Regions from separate parts of the Danio rerio genome. Here region 1 is linked to region 2. A link is a contact called in public HiChIP or PLAC-seq data. All regions are on one chromosome and are shown on one strand. The core of a region is the stretch at or near the end of the contact, and the rest is flanking DNA. Distances in the headings are between cores, read along the strand shown.

Region 1 (6,088 bases), core at 2,238-4,737, 110 kb after region 2:
TCAGGAAGAATACAGGGCAGGTCGGGCAGCGGCTGAACAAAGGCTGAATATACAGCGGGAGCAGTCGGTGCGGAAAAAAACCTGGCAGGAGCGGGACTAAAAATTCAGTTCTGCGCAGATCTCTGCTTTGCAGTCCCTCTCTTACGTATCAATACAAATGCGCAACATAATGGACCACCAAAGGCTACTTACTGTGTGCCTCAATCTCTCTCTGTCTGCTAAGAAGATCTCCCTCATGCCTTTTAACAACATCGACTTCACCCTCGTCATCTGATGAAGAGTTCCAATCCTCAGTGAGCTGATTTCCCATCTGACGGGACCAGTACTCCTGATGCAGCCAGTCCAGCACAAAACCACAACCTGAAGAGTACAGACAGAAGTAAAGGCAAACACAAAGGGAGCAGTGAAAGTACATTTATATCTAACAGTGTTTTTATATCTGTCTGTAAGGCAACAACATTCATGTCACACCTTTTCTGCACCACTTTAATGACGGGAGTCTGCGGTGCGTCAGGTCATGCCTGAGGTTTACCACCCACTCTGGGATGTTTATCTGTCAGAAAGAAAAGTGTTAATAGAAAAACAGACAGGGTTCTTACTCATAGCCAAATGTCAAATTACCAGATGCCATGGCCTATAATGAACAAAACAACAAGAAGACAAAATATAGACAGAGAACGTATTACCGGGTACAGTCTGGCGACTACATTCGACACAAAGAGATAGTCCACCCATAAATGAAAGTGAAATCACACATTTTCAACTGGTTTCAAACCTTTTTTGACAAAATATTTGAAGAATATTTGTAAGAAAGCTGAGAATATGTAACCATCCACTTCCAATTAAGAAAAAACAAATAATACGAACGTCAATGGTTACAGGATTTCAGCATTTTTCAAAACATCTCCCTTTGTGTTCCAACAAAGAATGTCAAACAGTTTTGGAACACACGATTGAGTAAATGAAGACAGCATTTTCATTTTTGAATGAACTATGCCTTTTAGTGATTGCTGGAAATCAATAAAATGGCACTGTAAAATAGCCCAACCATAGGGAAAATGTGAAACAATGGAATAAACTATGACCAATGGGAACCTTGAAATCCTGAAAGATTATCAGTAAAGTTTGACTTACTTTTCTGGCTAACCTTCTTAAGGGTTTGGCGACTTTCTTCTGTTGTCTTTCTGTGATGAGATTAACAAATCTGAAACACAGTTATACTCCAGTAAATATACATGAGCTGATTTATAAGACTGAAGTGCATGTCATGGTTGACGAGCATACCGAACCAGTGCCATGCCATAGAGCAGCACCAGATCATTGGCCTCCAGCTGGCCAGTGCTGTCCAGCACCTGACACCGGACAAGGTCAGCTGTGCTCTCCACGGCCACGGGTGTGCTTTGTCCAAACCTGTGGAAACAGAGAAAAATTCAGAGGCCACATTAGGACAACAGATGTTTTCCAAAACATGATTTATTTATTTTTTGTATTCTAGAACATGTTGTCCAAATGTGACTCAAATCCTTTATTCATTCACACAAGTTTGAACAGCACAAACCACATGAAATCTGATATTTTCTATTTGATTTGGGGTACTTCCATATGTGGTTCTGATCTGAATACAGGAATATGTGTTTACAATGCAATCTCAGTTTGAAAAGTTTTAGCAAAACATTTGCAAATAAAATAATTATTTGATCATTTTACTACGGAAGTCAGGGGTTACAAGTTTCCAGCTTTCTTCGAAATATTTTCTTTGATGTTTTACAAAATAAAAATAAAAAACTGAAAGGTTTTGAAACAAGTAAAGGGTAAGCAAATTATGACAGAATTTTTGTGTTTTGGGTGAACAATCCCTTAAACTGATGAAAACATATAGCTGCCTTTTCTATCTTTTTTTTAATGTCCCTCTCTAAATATCTTATTTAGCGGTAAGTAGAATTAGAATGAAAACACCCATGTTTAAATCTTGAACTTGCTTATTATAATAAATTATGCACCTTATCTATTGTTTTAAAGTTTGTTTTGATATACGTGTCTATTCTGGCATAAAAATAAAACATCAGAAATTCTAGAAGGGATAGTTTGTCCAAAAATATACTCACTACTTCCTCACCCTCAAGTTGTTCCAAAACTTTATGGGTTTTGTCTGTTGAATGTATAAAATATTTTGACGAATGTTAGAAACTTATCCATTGACATAAGGGCTGCACAGTATATCATTACAGCTACGATTTCGCAATGTGATCATTTACCATACTCAATACTGAGTCTAGATTAAAATTATATAATATAATAAAATATGTAATATAATAATAATAATAATAATAATAAAATAGTTTTTTGAGGCTTGTGATGGTTTTTAAAGCATCCAGGCCTAAGAAAATGTACCAAATTTAATTATTTAACAATCAAAGACTATGTAGTATTATTTTACATTTGATTATTCAACTACTGTATACCTGAATACAGTTTGACTCCTCGGAAAACAATCAAACGCTGTTTATTTAAGTTGTACCTTTTTCATTATTGAATGTGTCTATGCTTGTAGGTTGTTTCTAATATTTTATGCATACACGCTCTCCGAATCATCTCAATCAATCTAAAACGATGAATTCTTTTCAAATAGTTATTTAACAACTCCAGTTATATTGTAATCATATTGCAATATATAATCAAAATATATATAATCGTAACATAATATATTGATATGTTAGATTTTTCCAATATAGTGCAGCCCTAATTGACATCCTAGTATTTGTTTTCCTACTATGGTAGTCAATTGTTACCAGGTTCAAAAGCTTTATGAAACGTGTGAGTATTGCTAAATGATTACATGATTTTCAGCGTTGGGTAAACTATCCCTTTCAGAATAATTCTTTTAAAAACAATGGCCAAGAAGACCAAACAGCTAGCTAGATAACAGGGTTTGTATTAAGCCATAGCAATACGTAGTTGAAACTCTAACAATTTTTTGCATTAGGGCATTATTTACAGAGAAATTCACTTTAGCCCATCCACAGAGCAGGACCGTCCGTCAGCAAAACACAAGAGATGAAGCAGCATCAGACGTCACGTGACCAACCAAAGAGCAGCCACAACATCTGCAACATTGTAGCGGGACATCAGAGATCATTCACTCGCTCGGACCAAACACACACACACACATTGTACCTGCCCTTCCACGCGGAGATCCTGTGCAGCGCGTGTTTCTGCAGCGCGGGCTCTTTCGAGTACAAATACTCCAGCACATGCTCGTACTCCGCTTTGTTCATCCAGGGCACGACGTGACGCGTCTTCCCCACCGTTTCTTTCTTCATCTTCAGATCGTCGACTGTATCCTTTTCGAGTGATAAAGTGCGTGGATGCGAGGCGGCGAAAGAATTCAGCACATTTAAAGTTGTTAAAAACTAAAACATACGATTTATGGAAAGCTCCCGTTTACTGGACACAACACAGTCATACGCCCCGCCAGAGGTGCGGCAGGTTAAACGTTCCCCGGTTAGCGTAAGCGATGAACAATGGTTCCGTATGTAATAGTAATTAGATCAGAAAAGCGAGTTCAAAGGAGAACTGAGAGTAATAAAACTTATTTGTTTAAAATGTATTGCTATAGGTGTACTTTATGTTAATATATCGCAGTTTACTCAAATTTAGCAAATAAGCAAAATCTTTAAGCAAATATTTACTGCAGTTTTAGTGCACTGCTGATGAGCATAATCAGCCATTTGCAAACGTTTCAGGGGCATTAAACTCCCAGTTCTTATAATAATCAACCCAGTTCTGTTTTGATATCAAATTAAAACTGAGGATTTAGAAGTAATATCTAGCATTAATAATAATACTAGTAATAAATAAATAACTTATAAAAAGTAGCATTATACTGCTGAGTTTTAGGACTTGGTAATTACGACAATAAAGAAATAACATGGTAGCATTATATATTGGAGTAAATTATTTAGACATATTATTTTGTTACTGATTGCAAAATACATAGAAAATGTTAGTAACATAGAAGATAAGATACATATATATATATATATATATATATATATATATATATATATATATATATATATATATATATATATATATATATATATAATTTTAATTTTGTTACTAAATTCAGAGGGGGTTGATCACAAATTAATTTAAATTGAATGTACATGGAAATTCTGTATTTTGACTACTTAAAAAAGCTAAACAATATAGTAATATGTATAATTCTTTAAGGAATATTTAATTAAATTATAAAGAAATTAGGGAAAGTTAATAAATTATGAATTACTTAGAGGAATTGTGTGAATAATTTCTATTTCTGTAATCCATAATCCAAAAGTAACTGTAATCTATTAAATACAGAGTAATGCATTCTTGGCCAACTAAAACTACTAAATTCTTGCAAAATAATTATGTTATTTTTCTACATAGCACAGAACATCAGCAGATTGCATAATCCTCTTATTAGTAGGTCTGTCTGTATAATATAATATTAACTATTCAACAGGGACGAATTTAACCAATACGTGAGGTAAGCAGCCATTTAAGGCCCTTATGAAATTTGGGAGCCTACAATAAAAGAAGTAGAAGTTTCTATAAATTGTATATAATGTCATTTTCTATCATATTTTATATAATAAGGGTCTAACAATTACAATTTTACCTTAATTATCACATCCGTGCAAATCTTTGATCAAATAGTTTATTCATTATTTTTTAATTTTTGAGTTAAGATTTTTGTGGTTTATTTTTGGCTAACAAATCTTTTAAAATGTACAGATTGTGTTAATATCAAAATGTAAAAAGCAAGATTCAGTGATATAAGAAAAGACAGCTAAATAAATAAATAAATACAGATACGAAGGGTGCATAATGCTGTAGGACTGCTGGGTCCCGGGGCTGGAATTGCTTAGTGCCCACAAATCACTAAATCTGCTCCTGCTATTTACAACATCTAGCCATAGATGTCTTTCTAGACATGCAATATAATTATGAATATGACAACATCTACAGTTTCTCTTTGCATGTAACGGTCACTGTCTTAAACTGTTTTTTTTTTTTATCTAAAAGTAGAAGATAAAAAGGTCAAAGTAGTCTTTAGTTTTTTTAAATAAATATTTTTTATTTAAATTATTTCTAATTGTAATTAAATCTCATTTTAAAGCATTAATTTTTGTAGCATATTTTATTGAACGTTTTAGTGCAAAACATATCAGCAGTTTACATTGAGCAACAACATAATATTCAGCACTCAAATCACCCATATAAATAAACGAATAAATAAATAAATAAATAAATACATAAATAAATAAATAAATAAATAAATAAAATGTATTTAACCAAAAGGTCTAGATTACGTTTGTGTGTCCTGGTTGTCAAACAGGTAAACACTCTTTTTTAAAAGCAGATTGTCCTTGTGATCAGCTTATGGGCCTAAGCATAAGGCTTTGATTGTTGTCCATATAAAGTCTGTGTTCCTGAAGTGAAACGCACAGCCCGTACCAAACCCTGCCATTCAACAGAGGAAGCCAGGAAATCTTGGAATTTCTGGGGAAAATTACGTCACTGCTGGAATAGTGTGGGATCCCCCCCGCCTCACGTTCACGGAGCGCGCGCGTTCACACAAAGCAGCAGCATCATCATCAGTGGCCGAGCCGCGTATAACGGGGCCTGTGAGAATCCGGGCGGAGTTTAGTCAAGCGCGCTTTGGTGTGCCTCCATCGGCTGGGCTGGGTGTGGTTTTCAAAACTCAGTTCCGTTAGCAGGAAATCGACTGTGGGACCACCAGTACTTCTCTGAGCGACAAAGACGCGGCGAAAAGTGAAACTTTGTCTCCGGGGTCTGGAAGAGATTTGAGGAGAAGCTTTTCCACACACGAGCGGCGTCGCTTGTTGACTGTTGCGCGTGGACATCAGCCGATGGGAAAAAGTTTGGCTTTCTGTTGACTTCATTGTATCAGCTTCAGTTTGTGACACATTCGTGAAGGAAGAGACCAGATACCGACAAAATGCCGAAAACGGTGAGTACTCGTGGCAAATGGAAGCCGCTGGCTTGTGTTTGTGCTGTAGCGCGCAGAGATCTGAAGAGA
Region 2 (6,826 bases), core at 1,505-4,004:
ATATCTCCACAACCGGTCAGCGAATCAAAGCTCTTTAATGATGACACATCACCAAAGACTAAGTTCTCAGAGGAGCAGGATGCAACAGGTGGCTCTCCATCAGGAACGTCCACATTTTGCTCAGCCAAACGATCCAATTCAGACTCAGCAGACAAGGGTTGATGATATGTCATCAGTCCTTCCTGTCTGCCAGTTTTCTCATCTTCTCCAATCCCCTCTTCTTCTGCTCTCCTCCTCTTATCCATCTCTACTCTGCTCCTCCTTTTTTCAGGCACTAGTGTTACATCTATCGTACATTCAGTGGCAGCCAAAGGCAGTTCACACTCACTGCCTGTGGTTTGATTAGGCACATCTGGCACCAGCTCTTCACCCTGACTGTCTCCATGGTAATCGCCACGGTCACTGACACTCGGCAGGGCACCAGGCACTGTTTTGGCATGGAAGCTTGAAGACATTTCAAGTGCTTCCCGCTTTTCTACTTCAACATTTTTGTTTTTCCTGTGTCTCCGAATGCTGCTGAAAAGTCCTCGAAGGCCCCTGCGCTGTCTAGGCAAAGACTGTGACTTCCCATGATCCTCCTGTGATTTCTGAGGTTCACTGCAGAACTCAAAGTCCCCTGATGCCACTTCACTGCTACTTCTACCCAAATCATCCCAGCATGCTCGGCTCACCCCATCATATGTCTGGCTTTTTGTTACTCCTGTTTTTGATGACCCCTTTCTTTGACTTCTGCCACGGCCTCCAAAAAAGCTAGGTAGAACACATATGCTTTTGCGACCTCCAAAAAATTTGAAAGCTGTCTTCCGTATTTTCACAGAAGGGGGTGACTGTGGTTGAGGGATATCATGGGAAACGGAGTCTGACGATGGACCCCTCATTGCACCAACCTCACATCTTGTGGCGATCTCCATAATGACACAGGTGACTGTGGCTAATGGAGCATATCTGTGTTAAATACTCCACCCTGAGAGGCAGGCTGGAACAGATGAGGACTGTGTTTATCTGACATGTTCTACCTGTAAAAGAAATAGGGAAAAAAACATCATTAAAAAAACTCTTTTGCAAAAAATTATACCCATATTTGAGCAACTATCCATTGAGGTTTAATATTCAAAATAGTTTATTTTATTTTAAAACATGTTGATTTTGTTTAATGTCATGCAAGTTTCTATACGTGTTTAACAGGTACCAATCAATTTAAATTCAAAAGTTTGACTGTGGAAAAAGAGACAGAGACAAAATACTATTGTATACAATGTCCACAAAAGATCATTTTTGTGTCTGTCTTGCTAAATAAAGCATAATAGAATTTCCTTACTTGCTTAAAGGGACAGTTCACCCAAAATGATTATCATTCTATCATCATTGGCTCACCTTCCATAAAATCCTGATGGTATGATAACCTTAGATAAAAATATAACGGTTTCACTGCGCTAAAATATATTCAACACAAATAGTGCAACAGTCTTAACAACCATATCATTTCATAGTTGTTTATTAATTAGCTTAATGTATTATTAACCTCAGCAAAAGAGACTGGTGGGCACAATGTTTTTAGCACAAGTCTATTCTTGGTTTAATTTTGGAGACAGCCACTCACAGATCATCCACAATGTTCAGTTGTAGCTTCTATTTATTTATAATGCATTTAATTGCCATAAAGGTGTCAGAAAGTTTAACCTGGTGCTAAAATCAATCTGCTGCAGTTGACGCTATTGCTGTGGTGTTAATCTAACGTAAACACAATCATATAAAAAAAATAACAGAAGGGCTGATGGCTTTTCATTTGCATGATGTCGTTTTTTTATATAACGACTACTGTTTTATCTTCTGTGGGTTATGGATAAAATATGGTAATTCTAATAGTTTAATAAATGTACTTAACTTTTAGAAATCACAAAACGACCCCCTGTTATTGTCCTGCGATTCCCACTTTGGGAACCACTGACTTAGACTGACATTCAAACTGATTCATGTTTATACATTAAAAAAATTATTTTCAATAAAAAAAAAACAAATCAGTAAACAATTAATATTTAATTTACCACATTCAGTTTACCCCACAACTATAATGTAAAACATGTTAGCCATTATTGAACAAATGAGCATTGTTGAGAAGTTCCCCTAATGGTTAAAACTAATTGAATGAAACATGCATATCATGAAATGTGGGCGCTTACATTTTAAATAACATTGGCAAAACAAAATGAAGCCTACAATTACACAATTCAAAAACAGCTAAGCATTGAGTCTAAAAAGCACCACAGAACGAGAGTGAAGTTCCGCTGGATTTAATCAAAACAAAAGCTGACTGAAGCTTAAGGGCCTGTTGTGAACCCTCACTGTATGAACATCATAAACAAAGAAAACAAGATCCACACACAGCCGCACTCCAAAGAACTACACCCAAACACAAACTAAACCCACCAAAATATGACTAATAACAAAAGGGAAGTTTTATCAACAGATTGCACATAGTGTCCCCAGCTGGACACCATCATCCCTGTGAATGAACGCGCAACTGGAGCGCGCTAGCCGTACGCTAACAGCTCGCGACTGCTGCGCTGATATTCAGCAAACCTCGCATCGTGAACAGCTGTTTCTGCGCGTCCACTCTCACGGGTTTACTATGTTAGAGCCAGTATTACACAAAGACGGAAATATTAGAGATACTCGCCTTATTTTCCATCTTGTCCGTCACAGAGTGCAGTGATGAGCTTTCTCCTCACGCAGCGCTGCAGGAGCTCACGGCTGTGATTCACTTTGTTCGCCGAGCACTGGAGCTGCTGCTGCTGGCGGTGTTTCCGTGCGGTGTGCATCTTGGGTAATGTAGTATGTTGCTGACTTCTATTTTTACTCTTCAAAATGTTTTGCATACTCTTATTATATTTGCTTACTCTTAAAAAAAGTAACGACAAGTAGAAAGGAAACAGAATCGACGCTTAAAGAATTACAAGTATGTTTTGTAAATAATGATAATAATAGGCAGCACGTGGCGCAGTGGGTAGCACAATCGCCAAGAAGATCACTGGTTCGAACCCTGTCTGGGTCAGTTGGCATTTCTGTGTGGAGTTTGCATGTTCTCCCTGTGTTTGCATGGGTTTCCTTTGGGTGCTCCAGTTTCCCCCACAGTTCAGAAACATGCAGTACAGGTGAGTAGTTGTCCGTAGTGTATGTGAAGGAGTGTGTATGGATGTTTCCCAGTGATGGGTTGCAGCTGGATGGGTATCCGCTGCATAAAACTTATGCTGGATAAGTTGTCGGTTCATTCCACTGTGGCTACATCTACATTCTACATTGCAAAAGGCTATACAAATAAAGGTGAATTACACCAAATTAATAAAGGGACTCAGCCGAAATAAAATAAAGAAATGAATAATAATTAACTAATGAGTGGTAAAACAAGATAGTTAAAGATTTTTAAAAAGATAAACACATTAAAACAAATAAAAATGACTACATTTTAATGAAAATAAAGAATTATAAAATAATTTAGATATTATAAAAATTTATAATTTCAAACGAGAATAAATCATCATTGTATTAAATAAAATATAGTCAGCATTTGAAGTCAACCAAAACCTTGTGTAATGAACAATTCTAAGTGAAGTTTATTTATAAACTAATTTTGAAAGAAACACGTGCTTATGATTGATGGCACCTGGTCCACATTATCTAACACTGATTTACCAATCAGACGACTCCTTAACCACTATAATTAACCAGAGTATCTTACTTCAGCCATCTTCGTCTTGAAGAATCCCCCCTTCCACCCCTACTCCATAATCAATCATCAGCTAAGGGCAAACTCTTGAAATAATAGTACATCAATTTTTGATCTACATCAAATGTTGAATACTGTAAAGCAAAAAATATATATCAATAGAAATGAATGTGAAACATTTGGATAAGTAAACGGTAAAATGTGTAAAATAAAAACTTAATAAAAACTAAATATTTAAAATAAAACTTAGACTCATCAATGATACACACGTTTTAACAATATAGGGTCTCTACAAAATATATAAAACTCTATTTCGATTATATTTAGTGTAAACGTTCTTTGTCTTTCGGATAAGACATAAAGCCGAGGTCCTGACTCTCTATGGTCGTTAAAAATCCCTGGATGTCCTTCAAAAAAAATAAAATAAAAAGAGTAGGGTTATAACCCTGGCATCCTGGCCAAATATTCCCACTGGCCTCTGTCCATCAAGGCTTCCTAAACATTGCCATATCATAATTGGCTTCATCACTTGTCTCCATCAATCAGCTAGTGTGTGGTGTGCAGTCTGGTGCAATGTGGCTGCTGTCACGTCATCCAACTGGATGCTGCACACTGGTGAGGGATAAGGGCATTCCCCCAAAAATGTGTAAAGCGATTTAAGTGTACAGAAAAGTGCTGTAAGAATATCAGGAATTATTATTATCATCATTATTATTAAATGTATATGTCATTTATGTATATTATATATATTATGTATATTGTTATTGTTACATTTTTCTTACAGCCCTTTAACAATCTCATTTCATTTTCATCCGCTTTCGGGGCTGGGTCATGAAGGCCGCAGTCTTAGGTAAGAACTCCACATACATAGTCCCTCCAACGTGTCCTGTATCTTCCTTCCTGGTAGGACATGCCTGGAACACCTCCCTAGGTACAGTAGCCGTCCAGGACGCATCCGAAACAGATGCCCAAGCCACCTCTGCGGACTTCTCGCGATAAGGAGGAGCAGTGGCTCTAAAACTATAACATGAAAAACTCAAATCCTCAACAGGAACAGGCAAACCAGCCAATAAGTGCACATATACAGCAAACAGCAACAGACAAAAACGCAGATGTTCAACCATTTAATGAACAAACTAGCAAGCCAGCTGTCATCCATAGCAATAATGTTGTTGAAATACACTTGCATAAGCCCATAAGATCCCATTTAACACAGACTGGTATGCTTTTTAAATCTTTTAGCCTGATACTTTAACAGCCGTGTGCTAAATCCTTCAGACGATCTTCATTTTGAAGTCTTTAACCTCAGAAAGATCTCCATGACATGCTACTTTCACAATGAAACCTGTTAGAACAGTAAATCTCCTCTAAACAAGGTATTCATAGACAAATTACCACATAAAGATCAAGAAGACAATCAGCAACATTTGTACATCTTCCTTTAAGCTGTTATCGATTAACAAAACACTTATGATTCAATAAAAATCATTCTTACAGCAGCTCTATGTGATTGAGCTGTATGACAATGAGCAGTTCTAGTATCAACTCCACATAATCAAGCAAAACTATGTATGAGGATGTTCAACACTCCACATATGTAAACCAGGGTTTGTTAGCGGTGCGTCAGTCCATTTGAGATTGCAGTGGACTGTCTGCTTTAGTCGATGTGTAAATGAGTCTGTCCTTTACTAAAGGCACAGTTGCATTGGCTCTCGTTTGTCAGTGAACCAGCGCAGTGTTCATAGGCTTGTGTTTGAGATAGTTGATGAGTCTGAAGGGAATCTCCAGAGAGTCCAAACACTGAATCTTGTTCACCTGTATCAGGTGTCGGCGAATGGTCAATCTACACTGAGAAGCAAGACTCTTTGGGCAGCCTGTGGAAAAAAAACAGTGTTAAAAATGTTATTTAACAAATGATAGTGTTATTTTAAATTGATGTGTATACTGTCAAAGTCACCACTCAGCAGCCATCCTTGAAACCACCCTCTTTGAATCATGACAAAATACATCTTATTAAACTTACGTAAAGGTGCATCCACAGGAAACAAACTATGTAACTGATTAATATATAAATTTATACAACAGTTTTGTCTGGTTCTCAAATCTGATTGGCTATTAGCTGTACAATATTCTGCAATATCAGAACTCCTACAGCCTTTTCACTCGTGTATTAATCCGCCCACACAGAGTGACAGCAGATCAATAAACTCGATAGTTTGACAAATATTGCAGTTGTTAGACAACATAATGTATCTTTAAGGGGTTTTCAGGTGAGAATGTAGTTATTATTTAGATTGCAACTATGCAGTTTATTTGTAAGGAAAGTGGCTATTTTAAATATTTATCATTTAGGAGATGTTGTACTGAGCAGAGAAAAGATGGTTCCACCACAAGCTGGCGACAGACTGGATAGTAAGTCCTTAGGGGAGAAAAACTCATCGTTTTCTTTTTGGATTTCTACAGCTGATCAAATCATTATACATCAGATAAGTAGCATTCTAAGTCAATCTTTCTCTTTTGTCTGTTCTAGTGCTGTTTTTATACCATAGTAATCTGCTAGTTTTTGCACAGCTTTGGCTTTTTCGGGGTTAATTATTGTGATATGGCTGTATATAGTCACTGGTGGGACACTAATGCATATATCCCACCAGTGCCGATATACAGCCATATTTCACTGTTGCTACTCGTGTTATTTTGCTTATTATTTTCTTACTATACATGTTATATTGTTCTCTTAATTTAAAATCTCAATGTTTTAGTATTTTCAGTAAGTTTTATTCTTATTTTTCCAGCTTTTACATCATTCTTACTTAGGCTTTTTTTTTTTTTTTGAGATTTTTTTTACCTCACTCACTCCATTTCTTCAGCTTATTACCTGCTTGATCAGGGGTCGCCACACCAGAATGGACCACCAATTACTCTGACAACAGTTTTAGTTTTCTTTCTAAATATTCCTATTTAGCTTAATTAATTTTAGTACTTCAGCATATTTTATTTAATAAATGTTCTAACATTTGTTAATAGGTAACATTAATAACTTTATCTATTTTATTTAATTTTTCTCATGTATTATTTATTTTTGTTCCAGAGTTTTTTCAAGTG

Evidence for each region. HiChIP or PLAC-seq counts read pairs in DNA pulled down with a chosen protein or histone mark.
Region 1: a contact with region 2 is called in an H3K4me3 HiChIP or PLAC-seq map of gastrula embryo, with 3 times the contacts expected there. The contact joins the promoter of las1l here to the promoter of amer1 in region 2. A contact is called at or near these places in 4 of 18 Hi-C or Micro-C datasets (caudal fin, embryo and an unstated tissue) and 2 of 4 datasets of contacts at active chromatin or transcription factors (embryo and gastrula embryo).

The regions. Positions count from the first base shown.
Region 1 is chr5:22,845,933-22,852,020 of GRCz12tu, forward strand. las1l (LAS1 like ribosome biogenesis factor) reads right to left here and starts at 3,488. Exons shown (of 13, transcript NM_001126400.1): 1 at 3,175-3,488; 2 at 1,285-1,410; 3 at 1,135-1,204; 4 at 472-553; 5 at 193-360. The coding sequence starts at 3,320. msna (moesin a) reads left to right here and starts at 5,859. Exons shown (of 14, transcript NM_001004296.1): 1 at 5,859-6,019. The coding sequence starts at 6,008.
Region 2 is chr5:22,733,224-22,740,049 of GRCz12tu, forward strand. It overlaps amer1 (APC membrane recruitment protein 1), which reads right to left and starts at 2,755. Exons shown (of 2, transcript NM_001346277.1): 1 at 2,678-2,755; 2 at 1-1,016. The coding sequence starts at 911. It overlaps asb12a (ankyrin repeat and SOCS box-containing 12a), which reads right to left. Exons shown (of 4, transcript NM_001126376.1): 4 at 4,836-5,598. The coding sequence ends at 5,444.